2 separate regions of the Mus musculus genome follow, and region 1 is linked to region 2. A link is a contact called in public targeted proximity ligation data. All regions are on one chromosome and are shown on one strand. The core of a region is the stretch at or near the end of the contact, and the rest is flanking DNA. Distances in the headings are between cores, read along the strand shown. Region 1 has its middle 16 kb from the start of Gm41329. Region 2 has its middle 54 kb from the start of Gm41329.

The links.
Region 1: a targeted proximity ligation map of heart atrium shows a contact between it and region 2, with 5 read pairs. A contact is called at or near these places in 2 of 484 Hi-C or Micro-C datasets (bone marrow-derived macrophages and nephron progenitors), 1 of 130 datasets of targeted methods (heart atrium) and 2 of 9 other capture datasets (adipose tissue and liver).

What each region holds. Positions count from the first base shown.
Region 1 is chr15:58,773,144-58,779,215 of GRCm38.p6, reverse strand. No RefSeq gene overlaps it. Among named protein-coding and RNA genes, the nearest start is that of Gm41329, 16 kb to the right of the region's middle.
Region 2 is chr15:58,702,854-58,708,986 of GRCm38.p6, reverse strand. No RefSeq gene overlaps it. Among named protein-coding and RNA genes, the nearest start is that of Gm41329, 54 kb to the left of the region's middle.

The DNA of each region.
Region 1 (6,072 bases), core at 411-2,910, 71 kb before region 2:
AGGTTTGTTCCACACTATACTCTGCCCACTGGCTCCTTCACTCCCTCTCTCCCTTCTTTCCCCCAACTTCCACTTCACCCTCTCTCCTTCCCTCTTTCCTCTCCCTTTCCCCTTCTCCTATTTTCCACTCCTATCTAGTTGTGTTTCCCAGGTTGATCTCAAATTCCTAGGCTCCAGGCACCCTGCTCACCCTCTGCAGCTACAGGCACATCATTCCTTTTGCTCTGTCAGTGACCATACCATAGTGGAAAAAGGAATAATGCCTTAATGTATTAGGAAAAATGTTTTGAACACACAAACTACTTTAATACAAACACTGAAACTCTGCAGATCACACCTCCAATTTGAGAACTGTGGTTTGAACCATCCTGATTACATTAGCTCCAGGTACAGATATTGAAATCCCAGGATAACAATACCAGAAACGAGGCAGAAACTTGTGTCCTGTATAATAACATTATCACAGCATGTTGTTCAGACCTGGTAAAGGGGTTACACTTCAGAAAATGGTTAGAGACCTAGAGTCCTGTTGTTTCAAGTATAAATTTTATACTTAAAAGTCAATGCATGGTCTAAAATGGTTGGTTGAGTCCCATCAGTTATATCCACATCCTGCACAGGAAGAAGGAATTAAAAAAAGGTAAATGGCTCAAAGTGACTTAAATCACTATGTGACACGTCTCTCAAATTTCTACCTAGAAGCTTACAGTTGTCTCCATTCTGAGTGACCAAGTCTGTAGCAAGAAATGAGAAGGATGTCTGAGGAGGCAGCTGTCTCTCACAATCTGTCACTTTGGCTACCACATATTCATACCTCACCTGTCCCCTCAGTGTGAAGATACCCATCTGGGAGAAGGCTCAAGTTCCTGAGCAGTGACTGTTGATCAAGAACAGCAGCATCCTGTCCTGTCTTTAAGTGACACTTTGGTATCAGATAACCTATACATGGAAAACACCTGATCCAACACACGTAGCATGTGCCAACCATTTCCATTCAGGCAGAGAAAGAGTTGGGATACAGTGGTCAGTAGTTCTTGCAATGATCATTACCCAGCAAAAATCCATCCTGGCCATCCAGCGGAAAATGTGGCTGAAGACTAGGGCTCACCTATTTGAAGAATTTGACAAAGGGAAGCCTAAGATGAGTGGGCATCCGTGAGCTGAGCTAGCTAGCTTCTGTAGCTGCCTTCAGCCTAGAGGCTGACATTCTACTTGGTGGGCGATTTGGCCTCTGTAGTTTTAAAAGCTCTCTACAAGAGTACAGAACCCAAGAGAGCTTTGGGTTCTCAAACTGTGGCTTTCCCTTGGAAACTCTGGGAAATGGGCCCTGTTTAGGATGGAAAGGAAAAAGCAGAAGGCTTCACAGAAAAGATTAGAACTGAGGAGCCAACAGAAGGAGGGGTCTGAAGGTGATCATCAGAAAATAGGATAAAGAGAAAAACCAAAGGTGCACCGAGGTGTATGCCCCCAAATGTTTCCGCATACACACTGAAGATGCTGGGTCCGAATCCCTGGAACTTGAGAGGCTGCTGTATAACGGGTTTGCATGCGGCATTAAGGATGTGGATAATTCAGTACCCAGTATAGGAAAAAGGGAGTGACTCCCAGCTCTGTTAATATCTTTGAGGATGGAGGAAAGAGGCCATGATCCAAGGAATTTGGACCACCTCCAGAGGCTGAGTCAGTAAGAAAACAGAGAATTTATATCCCCAGCTTCCTGCACGAGCAGGGAAATGGGCTCCCCTCTAGAAACTCCAGAAAGTGACAAAGCCCCTGGCACTTTGATTTTGTCTTTGTGAGACCCAGTGCTGAGAGATTAGCCAGGCCCACAAGACTTCTGACCTACAAGCCATGAGTTAATGCATTTGTGATCTGTGATACTTCATTATGGAAGAAGTAGTACTGATAGAGCACATACTTGAACTCCTTCATTTTCTGTTCTTCCCCCTAGCTAGTTATATTCTGCCAAATAATTCTTTGACACTGCTTGTGCCCCAATTGGTCCCTTGTGTTCTGTATACAGTTTAAGGCCAACTTGCAGATACCAGCCAGCCTGTTGCAGCATAAAACCCAGCAAACCAACAAGATCATACTGGCACATCTCAATTGCACTGTTTCCCAACTCAGTTTGGGAAGATGCATTTTCAACAACTCTTCTCTGTGTGTGTAATTCATCCTCCATCTTGAATCCAACAGCAGTTCATAGATTTTTGTGTGTGTGTAAAACCAGCTCTCTAGTTTCTTCTGGCTCATTGTTTCTTCTAGGTCTTTTCTTTCTGGATATTTACTGTCCTTGTCACGTATAAATAGCATTTAATTGTTTTCTATGTACAGCTTCTGTATAGGTTTTGTTTGCTCAAGCTGCTTATTTATGTAGTCATTTGCCTGTGTGGTCTTTTCTGTTTCTGACTTGGGTAGTCACCTGTCCGCCTGGTTGTGAGAGGTTGATTCTCCTATGCTGAGATGCTGTGCTTGGCTTAGGATTTTGCTGGAGATCATCAACACAGCGTGGGCAGTGCCTCTTCCTTCAGCTTTTGAGCAGGAGCGTCAAGAGTGGAAATTTTCATAGTTTCTTAAAAAAAAAAAATTGCCTTTTTTTTTTTTAATAGATGTTTCTTACCGGAGTAACAATTTCTGTCCTATCTGGTAGGATGTCTGTTTTTTAATCATAAATGTGTACTGGATTTTACAAACTGCTTTTTCTTCACCGAAGCAATCAACTGACTGTTTTGTTTTTTTTTTTTAAACTTCATTTCATTTTTGAGACAGGGTTTGCCTACTCTGTCCTTGAACTTGCTTCTGTCCCTGCTTCCTCCTGCCTGATGCTGGAATTATAGCCGTGTACCACCATGCTGGGGCCAAGATAGCTTCCTTTTCTCTTCTAAGACTTTGTTTCATGCCTCCCAGGGTGACCTGGAGTGAACTCCCTTTGTGACTGAGGCCAGCCTCGAATTCCTGACCCTCCAGGCTCCACCTTGTAAATGTGATGATTATAGGCACGCGTCCCTACCACACCTGGCCTAGAAAGCGCTTCAGCACCTGTAATCGCTCGTTCCCTTTACCCCTGTCGGGTCTACTCTTCAGTTTCGCAGGTCCCAAAGACAAGCAAAGTTAAGGGTGCAGGAGAAATGAAATTCCTTAACCTGGCAACTGCTTGGCTTTCCTGGTTACTGAAGTCTAGAAACTTCAAGAGAACGGCTCCAGCCCAGGCTGCTCTAAGAGCGTCTCCACAGGGACATTCCTTTCTGAGAGCCAAGGCATTTGTGCCCTCAAGTTTAACTGCATTAGCCCTCCTGTCTCTCTCCTTAAATCTAAAGAGATTACAATTCATAAAAGCCTTGAGGATTCAGGTTAGAAAATGAGGTTCTTTAGAGAAATTAACCAACCAGCTCAGAGAGGTTACTTGATTCTAAAGTTGGTTTCATATTTGAATAATGTTGTAATTTGCATCTCGGGAACTGTATAACCTCAGAAGTCATGTGTTATATCATCTAGTGTGACAAGGACTGGAAGTTTGAGTGTGCCAGAGGCCAAAGGGCCAGCCAAGGCTACAAAAAAACTAACCCTGGATCTTACTGTTAATAAAAAGCTTTGGATTTAGCCGGGCGTGGTGGTGCATGCCTTTAATCCCAGCACTCGGGAGGCAGAGGCAGGTGGATTTCTGAGTTCAAGGCCAGCCTGGTCTACAAAGTGAGTTCCAGGACAGCCAAGGCTATAAAGAGAAACCCTGTCTCGGAAAAAAAAAAAAAAACCAAACAAAAAAAAGCTTTGGATTTTGAAAAAATAAGTATACTTCTTGAATTATTCCAATTTAGGAAATTATATATAAAGGCCAATTTCCAAGGACAAGATGTCAGATTGGTGGGTTTTCGTTGTTGTTTGGTTGGTTGGTTTTGGTTTTGACTTTTTGTGACAGTCTCTGTGTATCCCTGGCTGTCCTGGAACTCTTACTCCGTAGACCAGGCTGGCCTCGGACTCAGAGATCCGTCTGCCTCTGCCTCCCGAGTGCTGAGATTACAGACTTGCACCACCACTGCCAGGTCAAGACATCAGTTTTAACGAGTGTTAAGTCTCCATGGCTTCTATGTAGTTCATGCTATGCCCTGTGCTCCTGAATGTGAGAAGGTCTTCTTAGTTACTCCATTTCTTCTGTCCTTGGTAACTATGGTGATGCCACATGATAGATAGCTCATCCCTCTCTCTCTGAGAAGGAGCTGGGCCCCTGCTGTGAGCTCCCTGAAATCTGTCCATCCACAGAGAAATGGGTTATTTCATAATTTCCATAGAAGACATTTGCCTCTGCAAAGGAAGACATTTAAAAAGTTAGTGTCAGCACAAAACTCAAAGTTTTGAAGGCTTGATATCTTAATTACTGTTCTATTGTGGTGAAGAAATACTACGTTGAAGGCACATTTTCAAGGAGGACATTTAACTAGGGGCTTGCTTACAGTTTCAGAGAGTTAGACTATGGATAGTACGACAAGGAACATGGTGACAGGCAGGCAGTCTGGCATGGCACTGGGGCAGTAGCTTAGAGCTTTAGATCTTGATCTGAGGGTAGCAGGCAGAAAGAGAAAGAGGAGGAGTTGAAACCTGAGAACCCACTCCCAGCAACACACCTCCCCTAACAAGGCTGTGACTCCCAGATTTCCTAACCAGGTCTTCAACTGGGGGAAAAGCATGCACTGTGTGAGCCTGTGCGAGCTGTTCTCATTCAAACCACCACACCTGTCTATAGAGAATTACAGACCCATTAGTCATAGTCAGATTGTATACCATTGATCAGTCTTCAGTGGTCTTCAGAGTCTTCCTCTCAGTCTAGGATGGGAGTCATTGTTGCTAGGAGACCTGGCACCATTCTGTTCCATAGGAGGCTTTCTGAAAACATGCTAATAGTACTTGTCTTTTGTCATATGGTTCTAGGCTGGTCTGTAGGTGTAAAACTTGTATGCGAGACCAAGCTTTCCAAGTTCTAGGGAAGCCTCTCTTGTAAAACTGCATACCTCTCACAGGGCTGTGAGCCTGGTTAAGTGTGTGGCCCATGGAGAGTGGCCACATTTGGTATATGGTATAGAACAGGCACTAGGTACCTGGTCCATGGGAGTAGTAACTCTTAGACACCTTCTTTTCCTTTCAATTTGATAGTAAATGTTTGGAAAAAAATATGGCTGATAGTTTTAAGGAGAAGAACAAGGAGTAAAACCATTCCATGTCCTACCTCTTTAGGGACTTGTCGTATGATTCCATTGTACTGAAATCTCAGTCCATCCAACTGAGATTTGGTGAAATCTTTGCTGAAAGTCAAGTGTCATCCAAAGGAGCCAGATCAAACACACTTTTAAAGTTATTGGTGTCATTGTGACCCTTGCACACAGCTGCACTTGTGACCCTTGCACACAGCTGCACTTGTGACCCTTGCACACAGCTGCACTTGTGTCCCTTGCACAGCTGCACTTGTGTCCCTTGCACAGCTACACTTGTGACCCTTGCACAGCTGCACTTGTGACCCTTGCACAGCTGCACTTGTGACCCTTGCACAGCTGACTTGTGACCCTTGCACAGCTGGCTTGTGACCCTTGCACAGCTGCACTTGTGACCCTTGCACACAGCTGCACTTGTGACCCTTACACAGCTGCACTTGTGACCCTTGCACACAGCTGCACTTGTGACCCATGCACAGCTGCACTTGTGACCCTTGCACAGCTGCACTTGTGTCCCTTGCACAGCTGCACTTGTGACCCTTGCACAGCTGCACTTGAAGTGTGATGATTTGGGTGCCCCCAGTATTTCCTGACATCTCCCAAAAAGCTGATAAAGTCCTAGGAACTACTGTGGTGTCTTTGGAGTAATGTTGAGAACAACATTGCAGGTCTTCTGTGGCCTGGCTGTTCGGTCCCAGCTGAACCATTTCACCCGGCTGCAAATAACTTGTCTCAGATTTATTTCTCAGCGAGACATTGCAGAACAATGGTCTTTTCATAGAGGCAACCATATTAAATTCACAATAGGACTTAATATACCCATAGGAGAGAACAGAGGTCTTCAGTTATGAAATAAATCTTTCAGAAACAT
Region 2 (6,133 bases), core at 1,332-3,831:
ACTAGAGCTGCCCCATCCAAAATGCTGATAGCGTCCATTGAAGGACACTGTTCTAACTGGATCGCCAGTCTTTGCAAAGTTAAAGGTACTTGTTTGATGGCCCTTGGGTAACGAAAGAACAGGTAGATCGTCTTTTATGTGTTTTTGCCGGTTTTGTCCTGAGAGAGAGAGAGAGAGAGAGATTAATGTATATGAAGAGCTGATTACCTTTCTTTTCTTATTTTTTTAATATTTATTTATTTATTATATGTAAGCACACTGTAGCTGTCTTCAGACACTCTAGAAGAGGGTGTCAGATCTCATTACAGGTGGTTGTGAGCCACCAATGTGGTTGCTGGGATTTGAACTCAGGACCTTCAGAAGAGCAGTCGGCGCTCTTAACCGCTGAGCCATCTCACCAGCCCGCTATTTCTGTAAAGTAGTATCGATATCCCTACCCCTCCCCAGATTCACCAAGTGATGAGATGAATTGGTTGTTTGAGCTATCTGGTAAGTTATGTGGCCTCTTGACATTCTGGGGTAACTTGACACTAGTCTCAGACACCTTAAAAAATAGTCCTGTCTTCCATGTTGGCTACTGGCAGGACAAAGTGGCTTTTGCTTATTATGTGAAGCTCCCGGCACCGCTGAGGTCTGGGCCACCCGCAGCTTGGCCATTGGCAGTTGCTTGGCTCCCTCTGGGTGACAGGCTCCCTTCAACAGCACAGCATCAGATAGCTGCTTGTCAGCTCAGCATCAGATTTCAACCTTGTTCTGATTTTTTTCCATGCCCTTGTAACCTCTGCTCCCAGGTTGCTCACAGACTCGCTTGTCATTTCTGCAGAGACTGACTGTCTTGCTTGCATACCCCTCCCCCATGCACCCACTCTTTTGGCCTGTGAACTAATCAGCTTCCAAGGACTGTGGTGTTTTTCCATAAACCTCTTCTGAGCCTCATTGTCCATATTAATGCACTTTAGAGACAGCTGAAGGAGAGCTGTGGGAGGTGCCAGGCATGTCAGGGCTGAGGAAGATGCCCATCAGTATGAAGCGAGCAATGGAGGTTACTACCCTCTACCTTGAGGCCCGTCCCCTGGGGTTCTGGACATAGCCTATGATCAGTCAGGACATAGGGCTCTACATCTGGCAGCATTCTGCTCTGTACAATCACAGATAAGCTGCAGACTAAGGCCAAAAATACCAGGGCCAGAGTCTGCAAGGGCTAAGGAGCACACAGCACAAACAAGTTTGAGTTCGTGTCAGTTGTAATCAGTTGGGGGCAGCTGCATGAAGTTCTGAGTTCAGCATGGCCTGAAGTCAGAGAAACTAGAACTGGCCTGCTCTTGTAATGGTGTCTGTGTTGGGCATATGCTGGCAGAGTGGCCTTTGGAGGCCATTTACAATCTGAGAAATTAAGTCCTGGTAAAATGAAAAGGCTTTCACAAGGTCAAATAACCTGTCGGTAGTAAATGTAAGAACAAAACTCAGATCATTGACCCAGTCAATATTATGACTTCAATACATTTACATTTTCTTAGGAAGAGAAGCTGCGGAAACTAGGTGAGTTTAACTCTTCAATCCATTATCCGACTGTTCTGAGGCCTTAAGCACCACTTAGAATGTCTGCGATTCAGTTTCCTTAGATGCAAAATGGAGTGGAAACATTCACAATGTTGTTGGGAAGTTGCATGTGGTCATAGTACAAGGCTCAGGGCCTCACATGCACCTGTTCAAGGTCTTTCCTTTTTCCATAGTAAATGCTATGGATTATTTAAATGGCCATTTTTGGAAGCCTTTTGAACATCACAGTGATGATTTGGCTACACAGATCTATTTTCTTTCTCTGGGAGCTAAGATGAATGTCAAGGTTTCTCCAGCTCTAAAACTGTGTTTGTTTGCACAGCTAGGAATAAAGCCCACGTCCTTTGGATGCTATAAAAATGCCCAGTCACTAAGCTACATTCCCAGACCAGAGCTCAAAAGCTTCTGTGAATGCAAATGACTTCCAGAACCTTTATTTAGTTGCTCCCCTGAGCTAGTACTCTGGAAATTAGCCCTAGGACGTTTGGAGCCTGACCAAGGTCATGCCAGGTATAATACATTCTGATCTCCAGGTGGTAACTCTGTGCTGCTGGTGTGTGCTGGGATGGATTCCTTTAACCTTGCAAGGACAGAGACTGACCTTTGTCACCACAGTGTCCCAGCACCCTGTACAGGGCCTAGCACATGAAGGTGGTAGTTTTTATCTGGTTGAGAGAAGACACCCAGAGTTTATCCACAGCTCAAAGAGTTGAATTTTGCATGGTTGGCTTGTGAGTCTGAGACTCTGGCCAAGTCTATCAGTTTTTCTAGTGGCCACTTGCCTTCCAGGCATTCAATGAATAAATCAGTGAAATGACCTTTATCTTTGAGGCAGTAACGGAATGGACCAGCAGGAAAAGCTGCCATCTATCTGGTGGGGCTGGGCCGAGCTGTAAAGCATTGGCATGAGTACCTGTGTCTCCTCTGAAAGCCAAAGAAGCACAGGTTAACTAGAACATTCTGCCCCTAGGAGGGAGGGAGGAGAGCGGTAGGCAGGACCCAGGAGCTTGACACAAGTGAGGTTTATAAATAGCAGCACAGAAACTTGGAAGAGAAGAAGCCAAGTGAGGCAAAGGAGAATGGGCAAGTCTCAGAGAGACCATTCTAAGATGCAAATAGCTAAGCAAACAGAAGCCAGATTTCTTGGTGGGCCACTTGGTAGCCATTCCCCTGATTAGGCTGGAAGAACCAAATGGAACCTGTGCAGAGAAGCATCAACAGGAGGGACAACAGGCTTACCTTGTTCGTTCTCCAGCCAGCCAGCATGCTAACTCCATATTTCATGGCCACCTGACTCTGGACAGGTGTAGGGGACACAACTGTAATTAAGGCTCCATCTCTACAACCAGGAAGGGACACACATGGCTCACAGTATTATGAGCCTCATCACAAGCTCTTCTGTATTGTCCCATGCTTTTTTCCACGAATGGACACCATTTCCTCACCCTGACCCCTTCCATTCCTCCTTGAGAACATATCCTTTTTTTCAGGTGTATTATTCTCGTCCATCCCAATCCCACTCTGGATGTGAGAAGTCTGTCTCCATGTCCTCTACCCTGAGTCCAGTGACAGTGATGCGCCATCTGCAAAGTCATAGCCAACAGAGTACACATCTGGTGTTCCTCACAGGAGCTCTTGAAAGAAAAGCCGTTTTCCCCAAAAGTGAAGCTCTGCTAGAGTGAGGTCAAGCCTTGCCCACACATATACACACACCTGTACACACACATGTATACACACACACACACACACACACACACACACACACACATGCACATACACACATGTGCACACGCACATGCATACGTATATGCACACAACCGCACACACACCATTGAGAGCCGAGTCCCCATTGTCTCCCCCTGTGCTTCTTTTCTGGTGCTTGCACTTGGTGTCTGGACGCCTGTGCTTTCCTTTCCCAGAGTATGAAGGAAACGAAACCTGCATTGAGTTCCTCCTATGGGTATGGGCCAAACAGTGTTCTAGGCACCTTGTGCATAGCTAGACAATTCTCAAAACGGCCTGTAAGTCAGGGACAGGAGGCATCATTTCTACATAGAAAGTGAGTGATGTTAGATAAGTTGCTTAAAGTTGCCGAGCTAATAAGTGACATGAATCAAGACAGAGGCCATCCCAGGCTTCAAGTTGGGCCTTGGGTAAACACAAGGAAAATTTTTTTCTTAGAAACTCTAATTTATTTAGCTTAAAAGCTTAGTTGAATCAATAAATGAAAGTAAGCTGTGAGATTGCTTTTTCTGAATTCTAAACATAGCTTAAACATATTTATTTTCTAGACAAAATAAAATATGGTAAGATAAAACAAAAACCACTCTATTGAAGTTAGCCAAGGCAAGCCAACAGAAAAATAAAAGAGTCTCAAGAGAAGACACAAGAATCAGAGACCCACTCGTTTACATCCCCAGGAGTCTCATAAAAGTACCAAAGTGATAGCTATAGCATCTATGCAGGGGACCTGGTGCAGACCCATGGCCTGCTGCGTCAGGCTCTGTGAGTTCATGTGAACTTCGCTCAGCTGTTTTAGAGGACCTGTCTCCTGGTGTCCTTCACCTGCTCTGTCTACTCCATCCCTTCTGCCTGCTTTTCCAAGGGATTCCCTGAACTCTGAGGGGAGGGATTTGATGGAGACATCTTGTTTAGAGCCATGCGTCCTAAGGTCTTTCTCTGTTTAATGCTTGGCTGTGGGTTTCTCTATGTGTCTCCATCTGCTGTAGGAGGAATCTTCTCTGGTGATGACTGAGTTATGAATATAGCGGAATATTATTATGAGTCATTGTTTCTTGTGTCGTGTTTTGTTTGCTGTGTTTTGTTTTGAAGACAGTAGTATTTGGTTTTACCCTAGGTCTCTGGCTTTTCTAGTCTCTGGTTCATGGTCACCCAAGCAGTATCAAATTTAGGCTCCATCTCATGGAGTGAGCCTTAAGTCAAATTAGACATCAGTTTGTTAATCCCGCAGGTTTGTGCTGACGTTGCCTGAGCATACTTTGCAGGCAGGACAGACTGTAGATCAAGGGTTTAACACAAAGAAATATTTTCATGTAGGGCAACAGCCATAAGGAAGGAGGGAGAGGAGGAGTATGACCTGAGCTAAAAGCTGGTGGATAAGAAAGGAGGGCAGATAGGAGTGACAAGTGGAGAAGCCAGTGAGCTGAGCTGGGGCTCCCATTTCCCTGGCCACAGGCTTGTCTGCTCTCTCTGCCCACAGGCCCTGATTCTGTTCCCAACTCTTCTTGACCCAGCAGTGCCTGGATGTCCAGGAGTTTGGGAGCACCAACTCCTGGCCTCGTCGAGGACCTGTGGACCTCCTACACTTTGTTTCTTACTTCCCTGTGCGGTTTTTCCAGTGGCGACTGTCCTTACCTTGGTGGCTGTTGTCTGGAAGTGCAGAGAGGCCTTCTATGGGAGACTCAGGCTGTGGCTCTGTAGGTGAAGGCCTTCTCTATGCTCCCCCAGGGCGGTTCTCAATGAAAGGGACAGTGCACGTTTATCTATACCATGTATTGACTGTTCAGCCTACCAACTCCTCAGGGTGGACCAGAGATTAAATAAATACCTTTTGCAGGGAGGGATGTCTGGGAAGGGAAGCTTATTGGTTAAACCCTCAGGGCCTCTATATCCTCATGAGATGGAGAACTCTGTTCTGGGCCACATGACCAATGTGGGGAGTATGGTCACGTGGTCTGGGTCAGTAATCTGGCAGGGACAGGGAGGCGCCAACCGTCTTAGGTGGGTGCCTGGGTACCAGGGTCTCAGACCCACTCTATCTTACCAAGATTCCTGTCACAGTCCACTGTCTCCCAGCCCCTACTTTTCCTTTTATAAAAAGGAGAGGTGTCATCTGAGTGACCTGACCAGCTCTAATATTATTTGTAGCAAAAATTTTGGGTGGGGTCAGGTATAAGCATCAAAATAAAACACAACATAAGCCAGAGGGGTAGCAAGGGGTGGGGGCTAGGAAGACTAGGGATTATTCAACCAAGTAATTGAGACTTTTTTGGTTTTTCCAAAAATAGAGCGAAAGGTCAAGAGGCTGAGGCACAATGGCTGGCAATGAGGTGCGGGAGAAGAGACCATAATGGAAGAAGGACTGGACAGACATGTCAGAGTTGTGCTCCATAGGACTCTAAGGACAGATGTGGTGGGGGAAAGAGTCAAAGGTGGTTCTTGGCTTGGAAAAGTGAGGACAGGGATCCTCACAGCTGGGCTGCCTTAGTGGGGCGAAGAGCTGCATAGGCCGAGTGCTGGAGCCTTGAGGCACTGGAAGAAGTGGAAATGGACTCACATTTAGCTTTCTGCTTAGGGGATGGTCTCCCTTGGAGCAGTCTTTCTGATTTTATTTAGAAACACCACACACACACATGTATACACACACAGAGGGACAGACAGACAGACACACACACACAGACGTACACACACAGAGACACACACAGACACACTCACACATGCACAGACACACACACACATACCCACATATGTATACACACACAGAGGGATAGACAGACACACACACATACACACACATAGTCACACACGTATACACACACAGAGGGATAGACAG